Linked DNA regions of Mus musculus: all the other regions are linked to region 3. A link is a contact called in public Micro-C, promoter capture Hi-C and targeted proximity ligation data. All regions are on one chromosome and are shown on one strand. The core of a region is the stretch at or near the end of the contact, and the rest is flanking DNA. Distances in the headings are between cores, read along the strand shown.

What was found. Promoter capture Hi-C pulls out the DNA fragments that hold promoters and counts their contacts. Hi-C and Micro-C count contacts between places; a contact is called where the count stands out from the background.
Region 1: a promoter capture Hi-C map of hippocampal neurons shows a contact between it and region 3, with 2.8 times the contacts expected there. A contact is called at or near these places in 2 of 39 promoter capture datasets (hippocampal neurons and stem cell-derived epiblast-like cells), 3 of 130 datasets of targeted methods (astrocytes, embryonic forebrain and embryonic stem cells) and 1 of 9 other capture datasets (embryonic stem cells).
Region 2: a contact with region 3 is called in a Micro-C map of embryonic stem cells, with 10 times the contacts expected there. A contact is called at or near these places in 6 of 39 promoter capture datasets (the C10 cell line, cranial neural crest, embryonic stem cells and 1 more), 10 of 484 Hi-C or Micro-C datasets (all in embryonic stem cells) and 5 of 130 datasets of targeted methods (astrocytes and embryonic stem cells).
Region 4: a targeted proximity ligation map of forebrain shows a contact between it and region 3, with 5 times the contacts expected there. A contact is called at or near these places in 2 of 39 promoter capture datasets (cranial neural crest and hippocampal neurons), 3 of 130 datasets of targeted methods (embryonic forebrain, embryonic limb bud and forebrain) and 1 of 9 other capture datasets (embryonic stem cells).

The regions. Positions count from the first base shown.
Region 1 is chr19:26,715,020-26,718,019 of GRCm38.p6, reverse strand. Smarca2 (SWI/SNF related, matrix associated, actin dependent regulator of chromatin, subfamily a, member 2) reads right to left here. Exons shown (of 33, transcript NM_011416.2): 26 at 1,828-1,905. Among named protein-coding and RNA genes, the nearest start is that of Gm20616, 93 kb to the right of the region's middle.
Region 2 is chr19:27,215,538-27,218,496 of GRCm38.p6, reverse strand. It overlaps Vldlr (very low density lipoprotein receptor), which reads right to left and starts at 1,477. Exons shown (of 18, transcript NM_001161420.1): 1 at 801-1,477. The coding sequence starts at 882. All of the region lies in intron 3 of Gm35438 (a long non-coding RNA gene), which reads left to right.
Region 3 is chr19:25,671,152-25,673,914 of GRCm38.p6, reverse strand. Dmrt2 (doublesex and mab-3 related transcription factor 2) reads right to left here and starts at 1,504. Exons shown (of 4, transcript NM_145831.3): 1 at 1,157-1,504; 2 at 1-499. The coding sequence starts at 463. 2610016A17Rik (RIKEN cDNA 2610016A17 gene) reads left to right here and starts at 1,676. Exons shown (of 2, transcript NR_045347.1): 1 at 1,676-1,837; 2 at 2,470-2,763.
Region 4 is chr19:26,677,439-26,680,405 of GRCm38.p6, reverse strand. Smarca2 (SWI/SNF related, matrix associated, actin dependent regulator of chromatin, subfamily a, member 2) reads right to left here. Exons shown (of 33, transcript NM_011416.2): 16 at 2,024-2,090; 17 at 1,222-1,332. Among named protein-coding and RNA genes, the nearest start is that of Gm20616, 56 kb to the right of the region's middle.

The DNA of each region.
Region 1 (3,000 bases), core at 245-2,744, 1.0 Mb before region 3:
GCCATTGTAGTGTTGAGTGAGTGCCAGGAAAGGCCAGGAAAGCCTTTCTGCCTCAGGGTTCCCTAGTCTCCTACCCCTTGGTAAGTGCCTCAAAGATAGATGTTGCTTTCTGATGTGTATCCCCAACCCCCCTATTTAAAAGTCTAATCTATAATTGTAGGGAGTAACAGCAGAACCCCACATTAATGCAGAACCCACATTAATGCCCTGTCTCCCTAAAATGGCCTCACCTGGGTAGCAAAGTAATACATTTCCTAAAGCTGGGAGCCACTGCTATGGCTGCCTGCTTTTCTGCCTGGGAAAGAGGTAATGGTCTTTCATTGTGAATCATTATGTGTGGGCATAATCTGCGTTCTCTAGACAAAGGCCACAAGCAAATAATCCCCCTCCCCCCATGAAAATGACATAAGCGTCCACACAGCCTTGGTTCTATTCTCTCACCCTCCCTAAGCTTAAAAGGCAGAGATTACAAACCCATCGGGTCATATTTGGCTTAGCTGTGTTCTCTTTGGCCTGCAGTGTTATGGAATAATATTAATAAAGGTCCTGAATGTAGTTGCAAACCTTAATGCTGAGAGTTCGCCAAAAAGGGTCGATTCCTAGCATCTCTTCAAAAGTTGTAATTTCTGCTTAAAAGGGTCTCACATCTCCACCTTGCAGCCCCAGCACCGGCAACCACATCTTTACTATGCCTCTCCTTTCCAGGTGCTTTGCTTACACAAGGGTGGGGGGGTTCCAGGACCCCATGGCTTTCTAACAGGTGCCTGTGATCAGGGTTCTTCAGTGCTACTACACCCCAGCCATAGTGCATACATATCCCGTCCCTCACGGTCACGCTAAATGCCTGACACGAAAGTCAGAATGGCTGAATGCTTTGGAGGAAGCCTTACCCCTTATTCATCTGGATCTGTCTTGTCATCTGGACAAACCCTGAAACCACAACCATCACCACCCTCATTCGGTAATCTATTGCACATAAGCACTACGTGCCCGGGACTGTTCTAGTCATTTAAGATGAGAGTGTAAAAGCCCGAAGAAGGCAGTAGCCACCATTCTGCAGCCGCTGAGCAGCCTCCCCCACAGATTGGGCCTGTTCCCCAACCACTGTGGAATGTAGTGCATCTCACATGTAAGTCAAACTGAGGTTTCAGGAAACTTATAGGTGATGCTACGCTTCATGGAACCTCAAGGTTAAAGCCACAGGCAACACATTCTAAAACACCGAGCTCCTCTAACATAGAGCAGGTTCTGCTCTTTGGATCACGGCCGTATCTTCCTATGCACGCAGGCAAAGGTTCTATTCCCTTAAGTGTCTTCCCTGCAACAACTTCACAGGCTGTTGCTGTTCACCTGCTCCTATTCAGGAAGAAGCTGGCTAAGCCACAGCTGCAAACTGAATGCAAGCAGAATGGACAGCTGCCCAGTGTGACTCTGGCCTGGGATGAGGACTGGGTCCCTGGTGAACTAGGGACCGCATACCCTGTGTGAAGGGTGAAGCTGCGACTCAGCTCTGGCCAACTGCCTCCAAACCGAGCTGTGGGCCAAACACCGCCCCATCTCACTTTCCAAAGGAAGCCAGAAATCGAGATTCTTTTCATGCTGGCAACAAATGCAAAATTTCAAGAACTGCTATGTGGGCCAAACACAATATGTCTGCCGGCTAAAGCCAGCCAGTTTGCAGACTCTGAACCAAAAGCAACGCACAGACTTCAGGGCCTAGGTTCTGCCCAGTATGCAGGCTGCGGGGCGGGCAGTCTGGATAACAAAAAGGGGAGGTGGGGAGGGGTGGGGAGAGATAGTCCTTTCCCATAATTCCTGCAACATTACCATAAAAAGATCAAATTCTTCCTCCCGGCGAGCAATCATCTGGTTCAGGGTCTCGTCGTCTGGTACCTCATCTTCTTCCTGGATTCAGCAACAGAATGATCAGAAGAGGCTTTAAGAACAGAGACTGGATAGTTTGTGGGGGGATGTTCTGCCCTACTTCTCAGGACAGAAAGGGGAGGAAGGGTCTCTCAGCTTAGTACCTGCCGTTGGTATTTTGAGAGGTTGAGCTTTTCAGACCGTCTTTCCAGCAGGAAATCTGTCTAGGGCGGGAAATCTGCTCTCTAAGAAACACGAGCTCTCCTGGGTGTGGATCTTTTCTGTTACTTTTAAAGCAAGCTACTTAATGTCTCCCGCCTCCATGACCTCATCTGTAACACAGGCGTGACATCTACTTCACATCTACTTCACGGGAGGAAGCCAGCTCCAGGCACAACTACTTAATGTTAATTCTACTAAATCCATTGATGATACTGCAGATACTGCAAACATGAATGTTTATTTTCAAAGATTTACCCAAAACAGTGAGGTTTTTGTCACTATGCACCAGGATGAGGCAAAAGAAAAAAAAATCATATATAGATACTAAATACAGAACCTTTAAGATAAGTTGGATCTATGTATTTTGACAGGCACTATTATTGATGATGGTACAAAATGTTCCTAAATTTTATATCCTATTAAACAAAGGCACATTACCTGCTAATTTTCAGAAATAAATAGTTCTCAAGGTTTTAGGAACAAACAGTATGCTGTGGTTTCCATGATTTAAAAAAAAATAATAATAACACCAGCAGCCTAAGATAGATGATGTCAGCTCCCAAGACACCTTGCATACCAAAGGGACTTAATCACTCTTAGAAATACATGCAATCCAATAAAGAATGATTCAAGATAATCATTATTACTGAAAACCCTTCCGATTTCATTCACCTCCATGTTGATTAAAGTGACTCTGTCTAAATATTGCACTTCACCTGACAAGGAAGCAGATTAGCTGGAGAATGGGCTCAGGACTTAACAAGATCTTGTACACACACAATGAGGCCATAGGTGTCCTCAGACAAGATGTACACTCTTCTGGAAGTTGGCAGGACAGCTGCCCAGAGAGACCTGAGTACCCAGGGCACAGAGCAGCTGCGAAGTTTACAAGAGATCTTGCTGGGTTCTCTGTCC
Region 2 (2,959 bases), core at 228-2,727, 1.5 Mb before region 3:
GAGGCTCGGCAAAGTAACCTGATTAAGTCTTGATCCCACTCCCCTCCCCCGTTCAGTTATCTCAGAGACCCCAGAGGTTTTTAAAAGCCGCAGTAGCTGCGGAATCCCCGGGGATGGGAGAAAGAAAAGCACTCGGAGGACAGTCCAGTTGAAAGCCACTCTTGGAGCCCGAGAGACGGCCCGGCGCCTGGGGAGTCTCAGTCCCGGGCGCAGGCTGCGTACTTGTCATGGCTCGGCCTCCAGGCTGCCGCCCACCGAACGTGCGCTTGCTCACGGCAGCGCGAGGACTCCCGGCTCGGCCGGCACCTGGCGCCCGGTGTCCTCGGAGACGCCCACCTTCACCCACTGTGCGCTCTCAACCCTGCTTAAGTCTGAGGGGCGCACTCGGGCTTCCAGGCCCCGTGCTCTGCCACGGTCCTAACAGCCCGCCTGGCAGAGGAGGCAGAACCATTGTTCAGTGGCTCCAAAGCCCACATCCCCTAGCCCTTGTCAATGGGGGGTGAAAACCATGTAAAACAGAGGTTCTGGGAAGAAGGGGGACACAGAAGAATGACAACAAGTTCAAGGGACGCTTTAGGACACCCTAAACCCCACCGTCCCCCGGGCCTGGCTCCCAGTAACCTCGGCTCTGACAGCTCAGAGGCGCCACCCGGGTGGGGAGGGGAGGCAGGAGAGGAGCGTGGAGAGGCGCCTGCTAGGAGGGGATGGGCAAGAGGAGCCCCGGGGTCCCCCAGAACGCGGCGATCGCGGACGCCTCGGCTTGTTTCGGGCCGAGTGCGGAGGGGCGCGTCCCCACTCACCGCTTGCAGTGGCGCCGCTGTCCCGGGGCGCCCAGCACAGCGCGAGCAGCAGCCACAGCGCCCAGCGCGCGGACGTGCCCATGCTGCCCGCCCGGATGGTGCCTCCGTCGCGCCGTCGTTGTCGCCGTTCGCTCCGCACAACAAGTTACCAGCCCTTCGGAGAGGAAGAAGGAGGTGGGGGCGGGGAGGGAGGAGACGAGGAGGAGGGGGAAGGAGTGAAGAGCCGGGAGCACGGAGAGCACGCAAGGAGCGGGCACCCTTTCCCTGCAACTTGCACACTCTACTCCCCGCCAGCCACCCACCCAACCACCCACCCGGTCACCTCCCCCGCCGCGGCCGCGGTGTGCGCGCGGACCCTGCGGGCGGAAAATAATGCAGGCGTTGCAGAGAAGGGGAGGGAGAGGGGAGGGAACGGCGCGGGAGGAGGGGGCGGGGAGCCCGTTCGCCACCGAGGACAGCTCAAGTGAGCGGTTTGGGGGCAACCACCCGGGCGGCCGCAGGAGCGCGGCCGAGCGGCGCGGGGACCCCAGCGGGGGAGCTCAGCCCAGCAGCTCAGGCACGCACCGCTCTCCCGCGCGCAGTGAGGAGGGTGCGGGGGCAAGTGGCAGCGTGCGTGCGTGAGTGGCTGGGGCTGGGGCTGTCGCCGCCGCCATCCGGATGGCTCCAGGGGCTCGACTGCTCCGCGCGTTGGCCCGGGGCTCACGGGGGACCCGGGGCGGCCGCTGGTTGGCTCGCGCACCGTCCTCACCTCCAATCCCGGGTGCCTGTCCTAATTTCCTGATCCAGGGAACCTGCGGCCGCAGCAGCTGTGCGCTCCCTAGCTCCCTACAGTTGCTACTGTACCCTCCTGGCGCCTTGGCTAGGAGCGCTGATGCAACTATTGCTGCTCTTGCCACCGCCTCCAGGCTTGATGGGGCTGGCAGTTGAGGGGTCTGGGGGGCAGCAAGGAACCCTTTTCCTCCCTCTCCTGAGCCCCTAGGAAGGGCTGATGTAGTGAGGTCGGTAGGTAGCATCTTCCGGGGGACTCTTCTTTCCAACCTGAAAGTGATGAAGAGGAGGGGTGCGAAAGCTCCGCTGTTCTGCTGTGGGGTTCGGAGTCCCATCTCAATGGCAAGCTGAGATGCCATTTTGTTAAAAATTAAATGTGGCTTTAAGTAAGAGTGTGTGAAAGAGAAAGAGAGAAAGAACAAGAGCGCTCCCGCGGTTGTGGCTTGTCCTCTGTAATAGAACAAGACTAAAATAACCGAGTCTGGGATGGGGAGGAGGGAAATTGCCAGCGCAGCTCTGCATTCTCTCATCAACGATTAGAGTTAATTGCTAATTGCACAAAATGATAGTTTGAGGGCCTGTAATTAAAAGCTTAACCTTTTTCTGGTTGGAGGAAGGGGACCCCGGTAGATTTATTCTTGGTATAGTTTGTAACGTTCAATTATAAGCATTGTGGAGGGAAAGAAGTCAACCCTCCCAGAGAGGATAGATTGGAGGGAGGTGGGTGCCAGACAGGACCTAAGTTTATGGTTTGTTCTTAGTGTACTTCAGTTTTCTTGAACACATCGCCTTGGTTGAGATGCTTTCTGTGGTATACCACAGATTTTTCCAAATTATTTCACCTGTTAATATGTGTGTATGTGCTTCTGTTTTATAAGTTGCTGTACCTCGAATGAATCAAAGTTGACAGATTTCAGATTCCATGTCCTAGCTTCCTTCTGGCATTGTAATGTCACCTTGGTTCTCTTGAGCAGTTCTCTGGGGACAGTCTACTAGGAGAGATGTTCTCATGTACCCAGGAGACCCTGGGGGTAATTCTCAGCCAGGGTACATTTTGATCGGTGTAATTTAGCCTCATTGTGATGGATAATCTCACATGCAGATGGGGTCTTTCAAAGCTGCTCACTGTGGATGCTGTTGTGTATAATCAGAGGGTAGGAGATGGGCGGAAACTGCATGGTGAACACGTGATCACAGCCAGTACCAGTCCACAGACCAAGTTTGAGGGGGATGGTCTAACTTTCGTATCCCTGGGGCTTGAAAAGCTCATAGTCACTTTACACCTGATGAAATGGGTGGGGGACATAGGTGAAGTCAATAAATAGTCAATATGAACAGGCTCCATAGTTAACTGAGACGTCACAAGCTTGTTTTCAATGTTTTACTTGAGA
Region 3 (2,763 bases), core at 255-2,754:
CCAGCAGGCAGTTGGCGCACTGGCAGTCCCGCCAGCGACAGAATCGCTTGTGGCCCTTGAGACAGGATACCACGCCGTGGTTGCGGCAGCGTGCGCACTTGGGTGTGCGGCTCAGTTTGCGCGGCTCTGCGCCGCCACCGGCGGTGGCACCGCGCTCAGGGGCGGCGGCGGCGGCTGGCAGCGCCTGAGCAGCAGGCGGTGGCCTGGGTGCCAGTCCCCCGGGCTGCTCTGGCCGGCCTGGCACCTCCGAGGACACGCCGGGCTCCTCGCCGTCACCCTCGTCCTCCACATCTTCATCCTCCTCTTCTTCGTCCTCGTCCTCCTCCCCATCGGCCGCCGCCGGACTGGGTTCCTGCGGCGGCGTGGCCCGCAGTGGAGTCCCACAGCTATCTTCCTCCAGGTCTAGGCTTTCCACGTCGATCTCCCAGTCCCCGACTCCCGGGACTGCCTGCCCTTCCGTCATGACACTAGACTGTCGTTCGGCTCGGTTGCCCGCGCGCTAGGGAGACAGAAAAAGGCCTAAAGACCCGTCGCAATTAGGGACCCTCTCTGAGACTCGGCCCAGAATTTCTGCAAGGCCAGCTTTCCCCCTTGAATTACTCAGTTTTCTTCTACAGGCCACACCCGAGATCCACAGTTCAACGAAGCTTGTATTTTACTAATTCTAAGTGGTCTGTGCACCTGACCTTTAACCTGAGTCCTGTCTGCCTTTCCAGACAAGTCACCCACTGACCTTACTAACTGGCCAGTTTAAGCCACTTGTCAGGCTTTTCCACAGCCAGTTAACATGGCCATGATAAATATAAAAATGTCGAAGGTACAACTATCTTTCCTTTTATTACAAGGGACCTTGAAACCTCGTTTTCCAAATGTCTCTCATTGACCTACACCACCACAAAGACTCTAGAGAGGTCTTCTCGTCCCTCCGGTTCCCCTAAACCGATGCTCTATATAGGACACACACAGGGAGTGGGGGACACAGCCATGAAGCTGAAGAAGCTGGTCTGGTATCAGTAGTGCTTGAGCCGCACAAGGTTGAGGGAACTTGATTTTCATCTTTAAGGCAAGACAACCAGAAACAGAAAGAAGCCGTAGTGAAGAGTCACGCCCCGTGCCCTCCCTGGCTCCCGAGCAGCGGCGACAACACAGCACTCACCAAGAACCAGGCTCAGGCTAGCAACCCAGTTAAAAGAGAGCCAGCTTCAGGATCTGTCCCCCGGAGCTGCAGGCAGTGGGAGCAAACAGAATTGGGTCTGAGAGCAGGAGGCGGGAGCCCACTGGATGGCGACCGGGGGACAGAGGCCGGAGGCGAGTCAAGGCCTCAGCAACCTCACCCCGTACATTCCAAATTCTGCAAAGTTCTGTTCGGTCCTCTGCACCCTGGATCGCCTCACTTCACTTCCCACTTCTGGTCCAAAGAGGACGGAAAAGGTCCGGCCCGGACCCAGGACTCCGCCTCAGGCGCACCCTGCTTGCTTTCGGCGCAGAGACACTCACTGCAGTCGGGGACCTGAGCTCCCCTTCCTAGTATTATCCACCACCCACCCCCACCCCGAGCTCTGCGTCCTCTGATTGGTTGGTTTTCAGGCGGTGTGCACGCCGATTGGCCGGAGCACTAGGGCTGAGCGCCCTCCTCCTCAGCCCAGTGGAAGCTTCCCTTTAGCGCTACTGCGCCGCCGGAGTCCACCCGCCAGCCTTCGCTGCAGCCGGGTCCCTGATCCAGAAGCTAAACCTAAAAATGTGGGCAGTGGTTGCGGCGGAGCAGTCGCCTTTTATCTCGCCGACTAGAGAACAAGCTGATTCTCGTACTCTTATACATCGCGTTGTTCTCGAGAAGGTAACTAAGGGGTAGAGATCAGAAAGGTTAGCGTTGATTTCTATCGATGATATCATAATCTCCGGTGTTTAACCATCGACCGGCAGTTGGGCCGAGAGAAGAGGCCACTCTAAAGTGGGCACTCTGGCATCCTTCTCTCCGCACGAACAAGTCCATGTTTATCTTGCTGGTCAGCGCCCAGATGTCTTACAAATATCTGTAGTTTGTGGATAACTCCGAGGTGCAAAGCAGTTCCTTACTTCCATAGAGCTTGCGAGGCAGGTGGCAGCAACGACTACAGCCCATCTACGGTTTCCTGTTATCAGTGGATAGCACAGTCCATTCTGGGAGCAAATAGAAATAAACCACGCCATTAGCAATTTTAGATACAAAAAAATATTCAATCTAAGCAAGCATTTATACAAAAACTTTTAAAACGTAGCAGCCTTTTAGCATGTGTGAATGAGTGATTATCAAGAAAACTAACTTTCTTCTCTCTCTCTCTCTCTCTTTCTCTCTCTCTCAAAATACCCTTCACAAAAATGTTTGAAACAAAGTCAAATTTCCCACGAATAATAGAGAAGTCCTTTAAGCAACGCGACAGTCTATTACCTTAAGCTAAATTTAAAAATCCCATCGATGCTTCTTTAAAGGGTTCTCCTTAAGATCCAGCCCTCCGCAGGAAGAGCGGGTTAGAAAACACATCAGAAAACAGGTTGTCGATTTCCTGGGCACGCGCTACAGTGGCGATGGATATCTGTTGATGGGAGAAAATTTCGGAGCTGATTCTTTTCCTCTAATCCGAACCTGTCAGAAAATTCCAAGTCAACCAAGCTCGCCTAAGTGAGAACAAAGACCAGCTGCCTGCCTGCCTGCCTCCCTGCCGGAAGCGCAGGTATTCTCAGGCCCTTGTGAGGTTGAACGCTTCCTAATATCCAGTTAATGTA
Region 4 (2,967 bases), core at 411-2,910, 1.0 Mb before region 3:
CATGAAGGGAACACACAGCTCCCAGAGCAAAGGTTTAATGCAGAGAAGGAACAAAACTCAGCAATGGGGATTCTGTTCAATTCTGACCATAACTTACTTTTAGATTAGACTGATTTCCAAACACCATGGGGTAAAAGAAATTACCACGGGGAGAGGGGGGGAGGAGGGTGGGGAAATTAAGTTTTCATGATTTGTTCCAAGAAAGACGGTACTTCCATCTTCCTGTGTGAATACATTAGGAGACAACATGATATAAATGGGAAGAGAACCTTCTCATTTGTGGCTAAAGGACAACTTTGGACATTCAAATGAGGAGCCAGGGAGGGTCACAGACACAACTCTTTCTCTGTGCCAAAGAAATAGCCACACGAGCAGCCCTGAGTAATTTAAACAGTAATGGCCCATTATTTTTTACCAGGAAAACCTGAAAACAGATAAAGCACACAAGCTTCAGCTTGGAGACAAGCTCTGGTGGGGGGCACCATCTGGAGAGGTGCCTATGAGAGAGAGAGAGAGAGAGAGAGAGAGAGAGAGGCACAAGAGGAACGAAGCCCTGCTGACAGTAACCCAGGGCAACAAAAACAATTATTTCTTTCCAAGCACATTCAGAGCTGCTGGAGAGAAGTGGAACCCAGGTGAATTTTCTTAACAGATGTGTAAGTGGGGCTGGAGAGATGGCTACTTTTGCAGGGGAATCGGGGTTCTATTCCAAGTGCTCATATAGAAGCTCATAACCCTCTCTAACTCCAGTCCCAGGGGGTCTGATGCCCCCCTTGGCCTCCACAGGCCCTGCACACTTGTATGTCTGCAGGCAAAACACTCATACTCATAAAACAAAGAAACAAACAAACAAAAAAAAACCCCTAAACAACCCAAAAAGATGGGAACTCACTACAAATGACCAGGAAAGGGCCCAGGGTACATCAACCGAAGGCATTTCTTTCTTCCCCTCCTCTTCTTCTCTCAGTCCCCCCACCCCCCGCCCCAGTCTCCCTCTCTCTCACACACAAACACACACAAAATACCATACAAAAATATTAAATCCTGTGACCAAGATTTCAGGAGGAAAAAAAAAAAACCTGAAGAGGGAAAAAAAAAAAATCCAGCCATCCAATGACCAAATGATACTGTTGAGTATAATTTGCAGGATACTTTATACTCCAGTGAGATGATCCACAATTAGAGATAAAAAAAAAAAAATTAAAGAAAAAAAAACCATACCTTTGCAAGAATGTGCTTGTCTTTTATAATGTACTCGTAAGTAGTCAGGAGGACATTGAATTTGCCACTCCGTAGCTGGGGAACGAGGGAGCGTCGCATGGCAGGGGTACCCTGAATGGGAAGAAAAATACATCGATTACCCACTGGAAGCACATAGGTGCGATTTCTCACTGTTCAGAGCTTAATGGAGCCTGGACAGGCGATGTGCACATAAATGTATTATCATATAGTGATCTATTATCTCTGAAGAAAGTGGAAGCTAAACCACACGTATCTTGACCCTTTCCAGGTCCTTACAGGAAGGTTTCCCACTTACGACTGAGGAAGGGGAGAGAGAGAGAGAGAGAGGAGGAAATTGCAGTGAGCTTGCAGTAGTCGTGGGGAACCCGCTGCTTGGCTGAAAGGCTCTCTTTCTGTGGGAGAGTGCAGCAGGCAGCCCGGTGCCCCGTAATTGCCTGCCAAGGCAGGAGGAGCTGTCGGCACAGTAGAGGCCCACAGCAAGCCAGTCAGCAGCACACAGAAAAGTGTGATATTTGTCATTTGTATTACTCTCATCAGAAACCTCGCAATATGATAATTAACAATTTTCTTCTGCATTTCACTATCTGAAAGTAATTATGGTTTATTACAGTAATCTTCTTGGGATGATTAACTCTCACTGTTTAGTACATGATGTACATGACAAAACTTTACAGCCAGATACAGTTCACAGATGTGCACATGCAAGGGAGAAAACATAGCTCAGGGTTTGTGTTTTTTTTTTTTTTCTTCCAGGTTTATATAGAAACACAATGCTCCAAACCTTGTAAGAAATTTTCACCACAGAAGGAGCCCATTTGTCAAATTCATATGTCCAGTTAGACAGAGTCCTACAAAAAGAAACAACAACGAAAAACAGTAAAAACCCACACACGTACACACACATATATAAAAGTCAGTTACTGGAAACCTGTTACTTATTTCTAGCCCTTGCCCTAAGAGGGGCTAGAGAATATAAACTATCCCAGACACATATTTATTTTAAAGCTATGCAGGTAAGAGGCAAGTTAGAAATAAGCTGCCACAAAGCACGACAGTTTTACACTTCATTTAAAAAAAAAAATCTCATAAGAAACAATTCCCAAGTATATAAAGACAGTGAGCGATGTAGCAGACTCCTCCTATGGTTCCGAAACCCAACAACGGCTGGAGGGTTTGAGATCTATACAGTTCTGGAAAGCTACTCAAATCAGGAGAGAGAAATTACAAAACCACCTGAAAACAGTAAATAGACCTGTCAAAGGACGCAGGGAAGAAATACCGAATCTTTTTTTTTTTTCTTATTCCTCCAAAGTGAAACCATAATATCCAAGTCAGCCCTGAAAATATAGTTTGAACACAAAAGGGCATGTGAACAATATGAAGGCAGATAACTCAGCCTTGGTCAGAAGAGAAAGAACTGAAGGAAAAACAAAACAAAAAGCCTTGTTCTTCCTGCACGTGTCTCGGGACTGCGAGCCACAACAAGGTCTCAGTGACTAAAGGCCGAGACACACATACACCGAAGCACTGGACTAAGGGAAGGTGGATATGAATAGCTCATCTTTACTCGGCGTGTTGGCTACAGACCAGGGGGAGCCATTCAGTGGGTGAGGAACTGGGGCTGGGCTGGACACAGCAGAGACTGGTCCTTCCAGGGCGGCAGGCCATTGAAACACAAAGTGTACGTGCGAAGCTTACTTGGATTTGCGGAATTTGTAGCCATGG